2 separate regions of the Gossypium hirsutum genome follow, and region 2 is linked to region 1. The links are chromatin contacts, called in public Hi-C maps. All regions are on one chromosome and are shown on one strand. The core of a region is the stretch at or near the end of the contact, and the rest is flanking DNA. Distances in the headings are between cores, read along the strand shown.

Region 1 (7,173 bases), core at 1,343-3,842:
CACAAAGATAAATGACTATCGTCATTATCATCCAATATTCTATAGAAATAATGGTTTAATAACCATTTAAGTCCTTTGGTTAATTACCAATTAGGTCTTCAAGCATTTTCTATTATAAAATTTAATAGTGATTAGACTTTTACAATTTAGTCCCTGAACTTTAATTAACGATTTTTCTTGATTAAATTTCTTAACGATATTTAATATATTTCCGTACTAACTCTGTAAATCCTTCTATTATAATCTCATGGACTCGATTTATGGAATTTGGGTTTTGAAACCGCATTTTCTGACACCGACTAAAATCGAGTCATTACAAAACTCATCACCAAGAGCGAAAGCCTGATTTGGTAGATCATATAGCTTGAAATAAAACTCATCAAGAGTCTCACTTTCATGTATTTTAAGTATCACAAATTTGGTGGTGAACATTTACAACTTTGATTGTTTTTACAGTGTTGGGTCTTTAATGGGTTATTTCAAGAATGTTCCATGCCATATAAGCAAAAATATACTTAGAAATGCACTTTAATTCTTGAGGATCTACATTGTTGAAGATAGCATATAAGGTCTCCAAGTTAAAATTGGATTTTTGTCATCATTTGTGGTCCAAGTAGTTTTAGGTTTGATAACTCAAGCTCCATCTATTTCTTTCATAAGTGGCTCCAAACTTAATAAAACAACCTTCTAAGCCTTCTCATCAATTGACTTTATAAAGGCTCTCATACATGTCTTCCAATAGGCATAATTTAATCCATCGAACATAGGGAGATATGAAACTGAAGAACCTTCCATTACAAGCAAATATTGGTACTAGTAAACACAACTAGCTACGTTAAGTGGGAGGCTCTAATAATTGAAAGAACAAAAATGATAATTGCAAGTAAATTAAGTATGTACCAACTAGTTTTGGCATTAGTGAAGAACAAGGTAGAAAAGTAATGAACACACAATATGGTAGCGCCATTCGCTTTCCCTACGCTTGCAGGGCCTTGCCCAGAAAGATAATCTTCTATCTTAGTAACTCATACAACAAGTCACTACAACCTCTAATAATTACTAGATTAAAATCCTAACGTTTGCACCTAAGAGCTAAATCACTCTCCTCTAAGGTTTCCCCCTTGGAAACTTAGGATAAAAAACCAAGTAGCACACTTGATTTTACGCTCAATACACTCTACAGAAATATTCCTCAATGAACAAAACTAAGTGTTTTCTAATTAGTACATCACATATACAAGTCTTTTCAATTTATAAGGAATTGATACTTGCTAACATATTATATCAATTACAATCAATCTTCCCAATAAAATTGTAGGGTAACCAACTCTTAGAATATTTTCATTAAGTCTAGGATAAGTCTTTAATCTTCAGGGTATACTTCCAAGTTTAGCCAATCCGAACCAATCACTTCAAAGTAAGGAAATTGGTTTCCTTGATATGATCCAAACCAATCTTCAGGATATGTTGCTATAAATTATTTTGATATCATAGATGGACTTGCATACGTCCATAAAGTCAGTAAAGATCAAAGCCCAATGATTTTGTTACCAGAATTTGACAAAACAAAATATTACAAGTTTTTTAGGTGAGCAATGTCAGACGCCAGTAAACATTACTCATTGGCACTACTCAAAAACTACCTTAACATAGTCTATCATAGAAAATCTATCCATATTTAAGTTGCAGTTCCTTTTTAGGCGTGACATTCATGAATCTATCAACTACTATAAGAACCATGAAATTTATTATTAATAAAAACATGCCTAGCATGAGCTCTATTTTTAGGAGGAGGTTCAATGATTAAGATGTTACTCTGCATGTTTCAACAAATAAGTTCCACAATAACAAAAATTTAATGGAAATAATAATAAACGAAGAATAAGTTAAAATGATCTCACCGAATTTTTCAAAGTTGCGTCCTCGATCTCTTGTTGAATCTTCTCTTTTCTCTTGAACTCGAAAGAAGATTAAAACAAGACTAAAGTGATATAAGTTGAGTATAATAACTATATATATACAAACTTAGGGTGGGTTTAGATGGGCCGTGCGTTTACCTGTGATTAGTATAAAAATAATAGTGGCGGTGAGATTAGATACTGTAGCAATACTGTAACGTGAGACAAAAAATAAGCTAAACGCACCGCACCACACCGCACCCAAATACCCATCCAAACCATTCCTTAAAGGCTAGGTCTAAGTTTAATTAACATATAATAATCATTAAAAATTTAAAAATATCCTTTAACCCTAATTTCTAGCTGCCCAAATGGCTTTAGGTATGTCAAAATAACAAAAACAGGAAAATATATGTTTAGGGCAGACCACTGTAGAGCTTGGCCGAAAGCCGTGGCACACAGACAGCTTGTCAATCAAGGGCGTCGTGTCACTTAGCTAAATCTCGCGCCGTTACATCCTTTCCCAGTGCTATTGCTTTTTAAGCTCTAGCCACTCATTTCAGCCTCGAAATATCCTTGAGTGCTTGTTTTACTCGAAATTCTTAGGACCATGTGAAGATAATATTTTTACACATATAAAATAAAAACAATTATCTATAAAAATAACTTTGTCGTTTAGTGATTTATTTGTTTACATTTAAAAATGTCTGCCTCCTGGTGTCAGAATAGTTCCTCTTCCTCTCTTTGAAGTCTTAAAGTATTGCTATCTGCCGAAGCCATAAGAGAGAGAAAGAGAGAAGTTCCTGCAAAAGCTTTTTCCAAACTTTCTCTTTTTAACACATCAACAAAACAGACCCCAAAACCCAAATAAAAATCTCTCTGTCAAAATAGCCCCCCCCCCAACCAACGAACCAAAACCCCGAAAGTACATTTCTCTTTCCATGGACTTGCATCTGAAGCAATGTAGAAACCTGCATGAGTCAGACCATCAACAACCACCACCTTCTGCAAATATACCAAAACTTCACTTTCATCATCATCATCACCAACACCCATCTCCTCTTCCTTTGCTTGTACCTCATCACCACTGCAAATCCAGCAGCAACAACCTGCCACCACTTCCTCATTCATCCTCCACGTTTCCTAGCAGTGAGATTTTCTTCCTTTTTCTTTGCACCTTTTTTTGTTTTCTTGGCAGGATTCTCAGAAAAGTTTTCGACTCCTAAGTTTGGGAAGTTTCTGGCTATCTTGCTTACTTGATTTTTGCCTTCTAAGTTACCTTTTTACTTCTCTCTTTAGGGATGGGAAGTTTCTTCAGCTTGTCTCAATGGCAGGAACTGGAGTTACAAGCTTTGATCTTTAGATACATGTTAGCAGGCGCAGCTGTTCCTCCCCAACTCCTTCAATCAATCGAGAATTCTACTATTCTTCACTCTCCTTCATATTTCCTCCACCACCCTATTCGACACGTCTCCCATTACCAGCCACCTTGTGAGTGATTATATTTATGAAATGTGTGTCCTTGCTCTTATATTTTTATGAAATGCGTACTTTAGCACTCTCTCATCAAATTTATAAAGAAAATAAGTACATGGTAAAAGAGATTGATGCATAAATGATTTTATAGTATTATATATATATATCTACACGGTCTACCTAAGTGAACTTAATGAATCTGTCCAAATAGTATGTACTTGAAAGATATGACGAGTATGAGGATGTCGGATCAGTGTTGCAATCAGGGTATTGGGGAAGAGCAGCAATGGATCCAGAGCCAGGCCGGTGCCGGAGGACTGACGGGAAGAAGTGGAGATGCTCGAGAGACGTGGTGGCTGGCCAGAAGTATTGCGAGCGCCACGTGCACCGTGGCCGCAACCGTTCAAGAAAGCCTGTGGAAATGCTAAAATCTAGTGGCGCCTGCACCACCATCATCAACAACAGTACTCTTGTTGGTGCTGCTGATGGTGTTGTTGATGTTGGATGTGGTGGCCTTAAACCCACTTCTCTGATTCCCAATTCACCCTTAGAATTGGCTGGTGATAGAGCCAACAGTTTACTCCTTTCAGGGCATTCCCCTCCCGTTGATCTTCTTCGCCTTAATTATAGGTAACTTCTTTTAAGTATCTCCTTAATCACCTTAATTACAAGGTATTTTTAATTAGATTTAAATTTTTTTAGGAGAAAAAAACCTGAAAATTAGGAGGAAAATTTTAATTTGTCAAAAAAAATAAAAATTACATAAAATCATAGTTGATACAATCTCTTCACATTTTTAAAGTTTGCTAATATTTGCTATCTATTTTGTAGAATTGTTTTAAAGTAGCGATGATGATTACTCCTTGGTAGGACCCTAATCAATATCTGACCAGTGGATGTATCTCAAAATCTGGGCAGGGGGTTTAGATTCTGTACAAGCTGACCCCAACCATTTCTTTAGTCTTTGTAACGTGCTTTCTTTATGCTCCGGTACAATATATTTTCTTTATTTTGCTTATTTTTGTTTGCCCTACAATGTTCGTGTTTCTTTTATGTCTGGCAGTTCCTCAGATTCCAAAAATGTTCATAAGGGCCTTTTCGAAGCCCAAAATTATGGTCAAATGTTGAGACAGTTTTTTGATGATAGGCCTAGATCCTTACAACAACCTGACAACCCTGCTGAAAGCCCGATGAGTTCTGCAACTTGCCTCTCCATTTCAATGCCAGGAAATTCTTCATCAGATGTGTCGTTGAAGCTGTCAACTGGCAAGGGAGACCAATTGAATTGGGCTGCTGGGTGGGCCTCAAACCAGGTGGCTTCGATGGGAGGGCCCCTTGCCGAGGCTTTAAGATCATCCATGTCCAATTCACAACCTTAAAGGCTCTGCATCTCAAACTAGCATTGTTACCACTTGAATCTTTTTAGACACTTCAGGACTTAAAAGTAAATTGCTTGAACTCTGTTTTTTACTTTTATTGAACCAAACTGACTACAATAATGGTTCCTTGAAAATTAAGTTTGCGAGAAAAATAAGCACATAAGTTGTTTCAAGACATGCTAAACAGGACTCTGAGCGTAATTCAGATAACAAACCGATAAACATTTGCAAGTGACCAACTGAAATTTGACTAATTATCAGATGGATAATCAACTGTACTGCACGTGAAAGGAAAAGCCCTTTTGAGTGGCGATCATTTCATCTCCTGGATACCGAAGCTCCAAGGTCATGGACTTCTACATTTTGTGTAATTTGTAGGCCCTAAAACAGCAGGCTGAGTTAGGGTAGCTCCTCAATAAGAGATTCTGTAATAGAAAAAGTTTAGCGGTCCGAAGGTTCTGATTCTTCCACAGGTGTCGATGCCTTCACAGCTTTGGCTTCTTCAACAGTTTTTAACGTTTTCAGTAAGTTGTAAATTGCCAGTTGCTTTTGGTTCATCTTCAACTAGCGCATAAACCACCGCTGTTCTATTTGGTGCATACACCAATAAGGAACGAGGGCGGTTATCATACCATCCTTCCTGGAAAAGCCACCATTAGGTTTTTCTAAGTTGGAGAACCCTTGGGTGAATTGAAGACAATGGTATGTAGGAAGAGTATGCAGAATTAAGCAATCAATGTTCTTCAGCGAATTTACTTACAGTGCTGAAAAACTCAACGTCATGGTTAAGCCTGTTGAACCCTCCAAATAATAGATCATCTGAATCCAATACAATCTGGAAGAGCAACAAAAAAAAAAGAGTTAAATTATGATTTAATGAAGAACAGGGTAAACATTTTTCTGTCACTATATTCCAAGAGTCAATAACAAGATGTAAGATAAATCATTAATAGATATGAATAATCAGGATGGATTAGATGAGAAAACAAAAGGCTATAAACCACAAAATCCTATACCTTGTACTTTCCTGGCTTTGAGCAACCGACCCGGTAACCGCCATAGCTTTCATGCCAGTGAAAGTTGAACACAAAAACCAGGTTGCCTCTTTCAAATACAATTACTCTTTCACCTTCATCCTTTCGTGATATATATTGGTGCTCAGAAGTCATGAACTGAATAAACAACAGAACATCAATTTTATATTTTAAACAGGTAAAGCTTTTTGGCTACCCAGACAGCACCGTTCGGGCAAATCACTTTGCATGAAACAGGTGTTAATTGTAGAAGACCATGAAAAGAAACTTAATAGTAAATCACAGGTCTAACATTGTATTCCAAGAAGTATGAAATAACGGTAATAGAATAATCCAAAAAAAAATTCTGAAATCTCAATTGTTTCCTTTTGTCTTTATGTAGAAGACAGTATCTAATAGAATCAGAGCCATGCCCACACAGGCATATATAATGGCAAACTTTGGAAGGTTTATATATCAATGACCATGAAACAGTTTTAAATTGAAATCATTTAACGATATTTTTTTTTCAAAAAGCTTTAAGGAATGACTCGACTTTAAGAAGAATATTAACTTAACCAAAAAAAAAAATCTATTTGTGAGTAAAGAATATAATCAACATTTCTGAATATCGTTTCCTCTCTTCTATAATCTCCACTCATTTTCAATTTTATCATTCCTTTATTTTAAAATTTCACATGTAATTTTTGTGTCATTAATCACTAGTACAGAACAATTATTAAATAAGAAAAAAATGTATCGTTCCACTATCTCATAATTCATCAGAAAGTATAAAACAAAAAACCAGTAAGCATCATCATACTTACGCCATACTTAGCTTCAACATGCTGCATTGCCTGATCAAATTGTTGCATCCCCTTATACCTCAGATAATCTGCATCCCCCTATGTGCATATAACCAAATTTTTAATTGTTGATTGTAAAACACATACATATAATGTTGCCAGTAGACCTGTTCATGGGCCGGGTTACCCGCTCAGGCCCGGCCGGTTTTAAAGTTTATGATACTTTATATTATGTTATTTTTATATAGTATGTAATTTAGAACACATTAAAAAATAAAACTATACTAATATATAATACTAATCTAATGTAAACATTAAAATAAAGTTATGACTATATAAAAAATTTCAATAAATTAAAAATGTATAAATTTATTAAATATTAAAATAATATAATATAAATATTTTTTTTAAAATTAAAAAATAAAATGGGCGGGCCTAATGGGCTTGGGTTAGTCATTTACAAATATGGGCAAATTTAGACAATTTTAAGCCCATATTTCAGGCCGGGCTGGGCTTAGGCAAGCATAAAGTATGTTAATGTCATGCCTGGCCCATTAACAACTCTAGCTGCAAGTTGCCAGATAAAAGTAAAATCATGTTT
Region 2 (7,173 bases), core at 1,311-3,810, 410 kb before region 1:
ATAATATAAGTAGAAGAATTAACTTTATTCATATTAATGCTCAACTCGAACATACCCTCGTTACAATATCCTTTTCCTACATATATATCTTCCTTAAGCAATACAACTTATTGTATTCCGAGATAATCTTGAATCCCTTGTTACATAGAATACTTGCAGACACTAAATTCTCTCACATTAGTCAAAGTCAATTTCTTCCCAAATGTGAAGTTGAGTTCCACTGTCCCTTGACCAAGCACTTTAACAGATTGATAGTTTCCCATAAGCACTTAACAGTTTGCCATTAGTTCATAACTCTTGAATTGTTGTCGGTCATTACACACATGGACAATAGCTCTAGAGTCAAGCCACCAATTACAGAACTTATCAGTCATGGCTATGTTGAGTTCAGTAATCATACCAATCTCCAAATTTTTGATCCCTTCCGTAACCATGGCCACTAAGTCCATGTTGGATTTGGAAGTTGTGGCATCTTGCTTCTTTCTGAGAAGTCTGCAATCCTTAATATAGTGTCATTTCTTATTGCAATTATAATAATTGCGAGTTTTTTTCTTTTTGTCTTGCACGTCCTTGGTCTCGGATATGGCCTTTCGCTTACCATTTCGAGAGTTCTTAGACTCGCTCACATAGTTCACTTTAGAACTTTAGGGAAGATACATCGCATCACACTTCTGAGTTTCCTCTTCAATACGCAAATGCCTAAGTATTTTCTCCACAGTGAAGTCCTCTGCCATATGTAGAAGTTTCTTCCGATAATTGTTCCAAGATAAGGGCAACTTCAAGATGATAGCCCCAACTTGTAATAATTCTAGAATAACAACTTTCAAGTCACGAAGCCTGCTTACAAGGACTTGTAATTCATGGACTTGATCCATGATCGGGATACTATCAAGTATTTTGAATTTGAAATACTTCATCATTAAAAATTTATCAGTACCTTGTCTCTTGGTGTTGTATTTCTCTTCAAGAGCTTTCCATATTTCCACCGAGGATTGCATCGACATGTAAATATCATACAATCGATCAGACAAGGTGTTGAGGATGTGTCTTAAACATGTGAAAGTGTCTTCTTCGTGCTTCTTCTTGAGTTCAGCCACCTTTTCAATTTCCTCAGAATTTGCATTGGGGGCGGGATCCTCCACGGGTTGTAGGTTTGGATCCAGAATGTACGCCACTTTTAAGATAGTAAGAAGGAACAACATCTTGTCCTTCCAACGATTGAAGTTTGAACCATCAAATCGATTAAGTTTCACAAACTCTTGGTTCATCACTTTGAATGTGGTGTTAGCCTCAGTCGCCATCTCCAGAATTAGTTCTCTTTGATTGTTGGATATTTGAGTGGAGACGATAGAACCAGAGACTTGTATGGAAATAAACAGTAGACTTCGAGACATGAATGACGCTTTCCAAAGAGAACTATTTGCCCCCCCACAAAGTTGCTAGAGGGTTAAGACAAAGGTCCTATTGGGATATAACGAAGTTTTGAATTTCCTTTGATTAGCAAAATCGAGGAATTCCCTAACTCTTACTCTAGCTTTTGAAAATAAGATTGATTGTAATTGTATATTTGTAAACACCATAATGCCTCTATTTATATGCACTCAATGAATACAATTTGAAGAGCCATAACCCTTCATATTGGACATACTCCTTGAGAGAAACATGTTCCATGGAAATGTATTCATTGGATGATAAATCATCACTTTTAATTTGAATAATGCTTGTGAATAATTAAATTTGTAAGATGATAAATCATCACTTTTAATTTAAATAGTGCTCATATTAATTTACAATTTATACTTTCCATCAATTGTTAACAGCGGAAATGAATAAAATTTTTAATAGAAATATCAATTTATTCTTTAATCTAATATATATGGATTAATTTATTTATTTATTAATATAAAATATAATATCATATAACTAATAATACAAAAATATTCACGATACTTTCACCTATAAATCCCGATATAATTTACCCTTAAAACTTTAATCTGAATTACTTAGATTAATGTATTTTCAAAATACATATAAAATATAACTTTATTTTTTTTCGCCTGATCGTGTGTGGGTTCTCAAATTTGTCCTTGTTTGATGAGATCGTTATAAATCAAATCAAAGCGAAAAGCAGAAAGCGGAAAGTGGAGTAGCAAAGAATTCTTGATTGCATTGTTGTTTCAAATGACCAGACTTTTAATGGTGGGTTTGGATGGGCGATTAGGTGCGGTGCGGTGCGTTTAGTTTACTTTTTGTCTCACGCTACAGTATCGCTACAGTGTCTAATCTCACCGCCACCGTTGTTTTTACACTAACCGTAAGTACACGCACCGCCCTTCCAAACTCACCCTCAGTTTTTAATCGTTTGTTATGGTAAAAATAGTTAATATTAATTCGATAAAAATAAATTAAAGAGAAGAAAAAAGCCCAAGCCGAGGATGGAAAATGTTAGGTGGAGCAGAGATGCAAAAAGGTTAGTTGGGAGTTTGAGGGGTAAAAGAGTAAAGTGCAAAAAGAAGAAAGAAGAAGAAAAACCATGGACGAATAAGTTAGGAACAGATCCAACGGGCAGTAGTACATGGGTTGCTAACTTGGAAAAGAGTAAGACGACAAATTAAAATAAAAGAAAAAATACCCGAATATCTAGAAAGCCAAATCACCCCCCACCTATTTCTCTCTTACTTTCCAGTTTAACCTAACCCTTCTCTTTTAAAAACCCTAACCCCTCTTCCTTTTCCCCTCGCTCTCTTTTCCTTGCCACCAAAAAACATCTTTCTGTTCAATTCAATCCTCCTTTTTCTATTCAACCATAATGTCTTGCTTCATTAGCAAATACGCCGGTAATTACCCTTCCCTTTCTACTTCCTTTTTTCCCCTTCGGCGTTGATTTTATGTTTACAATCTTAATCTCTTTGATCCATCTTTGTTTTTTCATTTTTATTTCGATCTTTAGATTTTTGGTCTGATATGTTAATTGTTTTGTCATTTTTACGAGAAAACTTTGTTACTTACTGTTTAACTAAATTAATTGAGTGATATATCTGGTTGACTTCGTGGTTTTTATACTTTAATGAAAGCAATATTCTTTTGGTATATAGATTTGGATCTTTTAGGGCCTGCTTCATTTTTCTTGCGATCTGATTGTCAGTGGTATTAACTATGGTCATTTGTTCGCTGCTCTTTAATCGAAAGGAACATAATAGATTTTCCCTCTTTTTAATGAATAATATTAATTATAATTTTGTTCGTCTTTGTTTTTGGGGTTAAATTTTGAAGATCTAGATCTGCATGCACCTGCTCGGATATTATCTCTCCGATCCCTTTTTTATAACTGCGTAATATTTTTTAATATATACTTTTTGAAGTTTTAATTTAATTATCAGTCCTTGATGTGCTTAATAATATCATGATATCTTTCTGGATCTGAGATAGTGCACCTTATCCTTCACCCTTAGGCTACTTAAGTTTTTTAAACATTCGGATCTCTGTTCTTTATCGTGAATTGATGGCTTATCTTTTAATTATTTAAATATTGTAGATGAGTTGGCTAAAAACGCTGCTTACATTGGCACCCCTGGAAAGGGTATCCTTGCTGCTGATGAATCCACCGGCACCATCGGCAAGCGTCTTTCAAGCATTAATGTAGTAAATATTGAAGAAAACAGGCGTGCTCTCCGTGAGCTCCTCTTCACTGCTCCAGGAGCTCTTCAGTACCTCAGTGGTGTTATTCTCTTCGAGGAAACCCTTTATCAAAAAACCGCTTCGGGTATTATTAAAATGACATACTTTGATAATATTAAGAACCTCGGTAGTGTTATTCCTTTTTAAGAGCTTATGGATGGTTGTTGATTTCTGATATTGATATTTGATGTGCAGGCAAGCCCTTCGTTGATGTTTTGAAGGAAGGTGGTGTCCTCCCTGGCATCAAGGTCGACAAGGGTACCGTTGAGCTTAACGGAACCAACCGCGAGACTTTCACCCAGGGTCTGGATGGCCTTGCACAGCGATGCCAGAAGTACTATGAAGCTGGTGCTCGCTTTGCTAAATGGCGTGCTGTCCTTAAGATCAGTGCTAATGAGCCAACCGAGCTTGCAATCCAAGAAAATGCCAACGGGCTAGCTATGTATGCTGCCATCTGCCAGCAATGTGGCCTTGTTCCAATCGTCGAACCTGAAATTCTTGTTGACGGATCACATGACATTCAAAAGTGTGCTGCAGTGACAGAGCGTGTTCTTGCTACCTGCTACAAGGCTCTAAATGACCACCATGTCATGCTTGAGGGTACTCTTTTGAAGCCTAACATGGTGACCCCTGGTTCGGACTCCCCGAAGGTTGCCCCAGATGTTATTGCTGAGTATACTGTCCGTGCCTTGCAGCGAACTGTCCCTGCTGCAGTCCCAGCTATTGTATTCTTGTCTGGTGGGCAAAGTGAGGAGGAGGCTACCCTAAACCTTAATGCCATGAACAAGCTCCAGACCAAGAAACCATGGTCACTCTCATTCTCATTCGGACGCGCCCTTCAGCAGAGCACTCTCAAGACCTGGGCAGGAAAAGAGGAGAATGTGAAGAAGGCACAAGATGCTTTGCTCGTTAGGTGCAAGGCTAACTCAGAAGCCACTTTGGGTACATACAAGGGTGATGCAGAGCTTTGTGAGGGTGCCGCAGAGAGCCTTCATGTCAAGGACTACAAATATTAAGAAATTAGGCTTGTGGTCAAATATGTGATGTTTAGCAGAGTAAATTCCGGTATTGATATTAGGGTTCTAGTGTTTTTTTCTTCTTCTTTTGAGTTTCTGCCGTTGCTCATCGACTTTAGTCTGTGGAATCAGACAAATTACAAATAAGGTTTGGGAGCCTTTGTGCTCGTTGAGTATTTTTGGTTTTCTGTTTATTTCAGTTTAAAACAAAATTCTCTGCTTAGTTGAGTGTAAGCCCGCATTGTGGGACAAAAATGACCAAGTATAAGCCCTTATTCTGTTGGTTATTTCTTATTGATTTGCTTTTCATGATTCATCAATCGTAATATTACATTTGGAGGCCTTGGCAGGGAAGGAAGGGGTTAATACCCACATATGTTTAATATTGAATTACTCGCGTGATGGACTTCAACCAATTGAAGATCTTAGATGCAAGGAATTTAAAACTGAATTTGAGGTTAAATTTATGGTTCCACATCAAATCTTAAGACAATCCTATATGTACAGGTTTGTCACGATTTAACTTTCTTTCTTTTTGCTATTTAAAATATTTTTTTTATTTTAGTACTTAAATTGTCATTATGTTATAGTTTTACCATGTGATATATATATTTTATATATAATGCTTACTTTTACTCATAATTTTTCAGCAACATTTAAATTGGATGAAAGATATGCTTAAGAACACTTGTACTCACGTCTTGATTGTTAAAATAACGCAACGCTTATTTACATATGACAATTCATAACATGACATCCATTTAAAAATTTAAAATTCAAATACATAATATAATATCTAAAAGGTTTGAATATTCCAAAGGTTCTTATACTCTATACTTTAATTTTGAAATATTAAGCTCCTATATTTTTTTATTTAAAAGTTTTGGTACCTCCAATTTTGCCATTATAATTGGTGATGAGGTTGTTATAAAAAAAATTAAAATAACTCTTTTAGCCCTCAACATTTACAGTTTTTTTTATCAATTTGATCCTTGCAGTACATAAATGTTTTAAAAATAATTCTTTTTACTTTCAATAAAATATAAAAAATTGTTCAATTTTTTTAAAAAAATCATTTTAAATAAATTTAAAAAATATGAAAAATATAATTTTTTTAAAAAAAATATTATTGACCCTATGAATGGTAATAAAATCTCTCTAAACTTTAACGTATTCATTTGGCCCATATTAAATCAAATCTGAACAAGTTTTTAAAAAAAATTAGTTTAAGTATATATAAAAAATAATTTTATATAAATTTAATTATAAAATATATAAAATATTAATATAAAATAATTTTTAAATATGATACAATTTTGAATCAATTCAAAATAAAATAAATAAAATTTTTAATTATGAAAGCTTCTTTTCCTGAGCAACACCTACAGCCATCCACCAACATCCCCAACACCCACGGTCGTTTACACTTCACAGCATATTCATATAAAAGTTAATTAAAAAAAATAAAAAAAAAATAAGATGAGGAATGAAACTAAACGTTGCGTTTTGGTAGAATTGCAGTTGCTATTTATATTCATTGATAGCCTTTAACCATCGTTTCTTTGTCTTGAATATTTTCAAAGGTCTTTCCTCAGAAAACCAAAAATAGAAAGGCAGATGAAATCCAATGTACTTTTTGAGCATAAGAGAGAGAGCAATCTGCGTTTGGCCCGTTGGAGAAAAATACTGAAAATCTATCTACATTTTAACTAATTAATGGAATAATTTAAGTCTTCAAATGCATTTGTGTTTCACAGTTTTTTTATGTAAATTTTTGGATAAACAGTATATTTATTTTCGATAAAGTTAAAAATAAAAATAACAATAAAATTAAATACGATAACTATAAAATAAAAGATTTTACGGTATTATAGCCACCATCCATCCAAAATTAATGTACTGCTTGGATCTCTCCGGCGAGGTAGATTAGTAAAACATGTTGGAGTTTTTCCATTAGACCTTTAAGCTCCGATCCAAAATTTGAAGTTGCGTTTGCAACTTAATTTATTTGTTTGTCTTTACTTTTTTTGTCAAGGTCCTTTTTATTCGTTGGTTTAATTTTTTTTATTGATTCTTGATGTTTTATTATTTTAAAAAGGTATACATAAGATTCATAAACGTTAATAAAACTTTAATATATAGGAAAAAAAATACAAGTTTAATATATAAATTTAAAATTTAAAATATTAATATAAATTTAATATATAATTTCAATATTTTTTAACTATTATTTTATGTTGGTTGAGTCTTAATTCAATTGGTATGAACATTGTTAGCAATGTAAGAGGATGTAGATTTGAGTGCGTTAAAGTGCATTATCCTTTTATTTATGAGTTGAGGAGGGACTATAAATAATTCTAGACATTATGTAAAAAATTAATATTATTTTATTTTTATTTTATTATTGAGACTAAATTACCAAATAAAACCCTTTTTTATAAAAAAAATTACAAAAATAGGCTAATTTTTAAAAAAAATT

Evidence for each region. Hi-C and Micro-C count contacts between places; a contact is called where the count stands out from the background.
Region 2: a contact with region 1 is called in a Hi-C map of leaf, with 1.9 times the contacts expected there. The contact joins the promoter of LOC121216173 here to the promoter of LOC107948453 in region 1. A contact is called at or near these places in 3 of 34 Hi-C or Micro-C datasets (callus and leaf).

Annotation. Positions count from the first base shown.
Region 1 is chrD04:37,333,942-37,341,114 of Gossypium_hirsutum_v2.1, reverse strand. LOC107948453 (growth-regulating factor 3) reads left to right here and starts at 2,592. Exons shown (of 4, transcript XM_041091412.1): 1 at 2,592-3,047; 2 at 3,198-3,389; 3 at 3,629-4,004; 4 at 4,255-4,850. The coding sequence starts at 2,840. The coding sequence ends at 4,753. It overlaps LOC107948452 (1,4-alpha-glucan-branching enzyme 2-2, chloroplastic/amyloplastic), which reads right to left. Exons shown (of 22, transcript XM_016883001.2): 19 at 6,594-6,671; 20 at 5,770-5,925; 21 at 5,514-5,588; 22 at 4,824-5,393. The coding sequence ends at 5,256.
Region 2 is chrD04:37,743,978-37,751,150 of Gossypium_hirsutum_v2.1, reverse strand. It overlaps LOC121216173 (fructose-bisphosphate aldolase 6, cytosolic), which reads left to right and starts at 2,560. Exons shown (of 3, transcript XM_041091521.1): 1 at 2,560-2,837; 2 at 3,536-3,763; 3 at 3,874-4,981. The coding sequence starts at 2,810. The coding sequence ends at 4,694.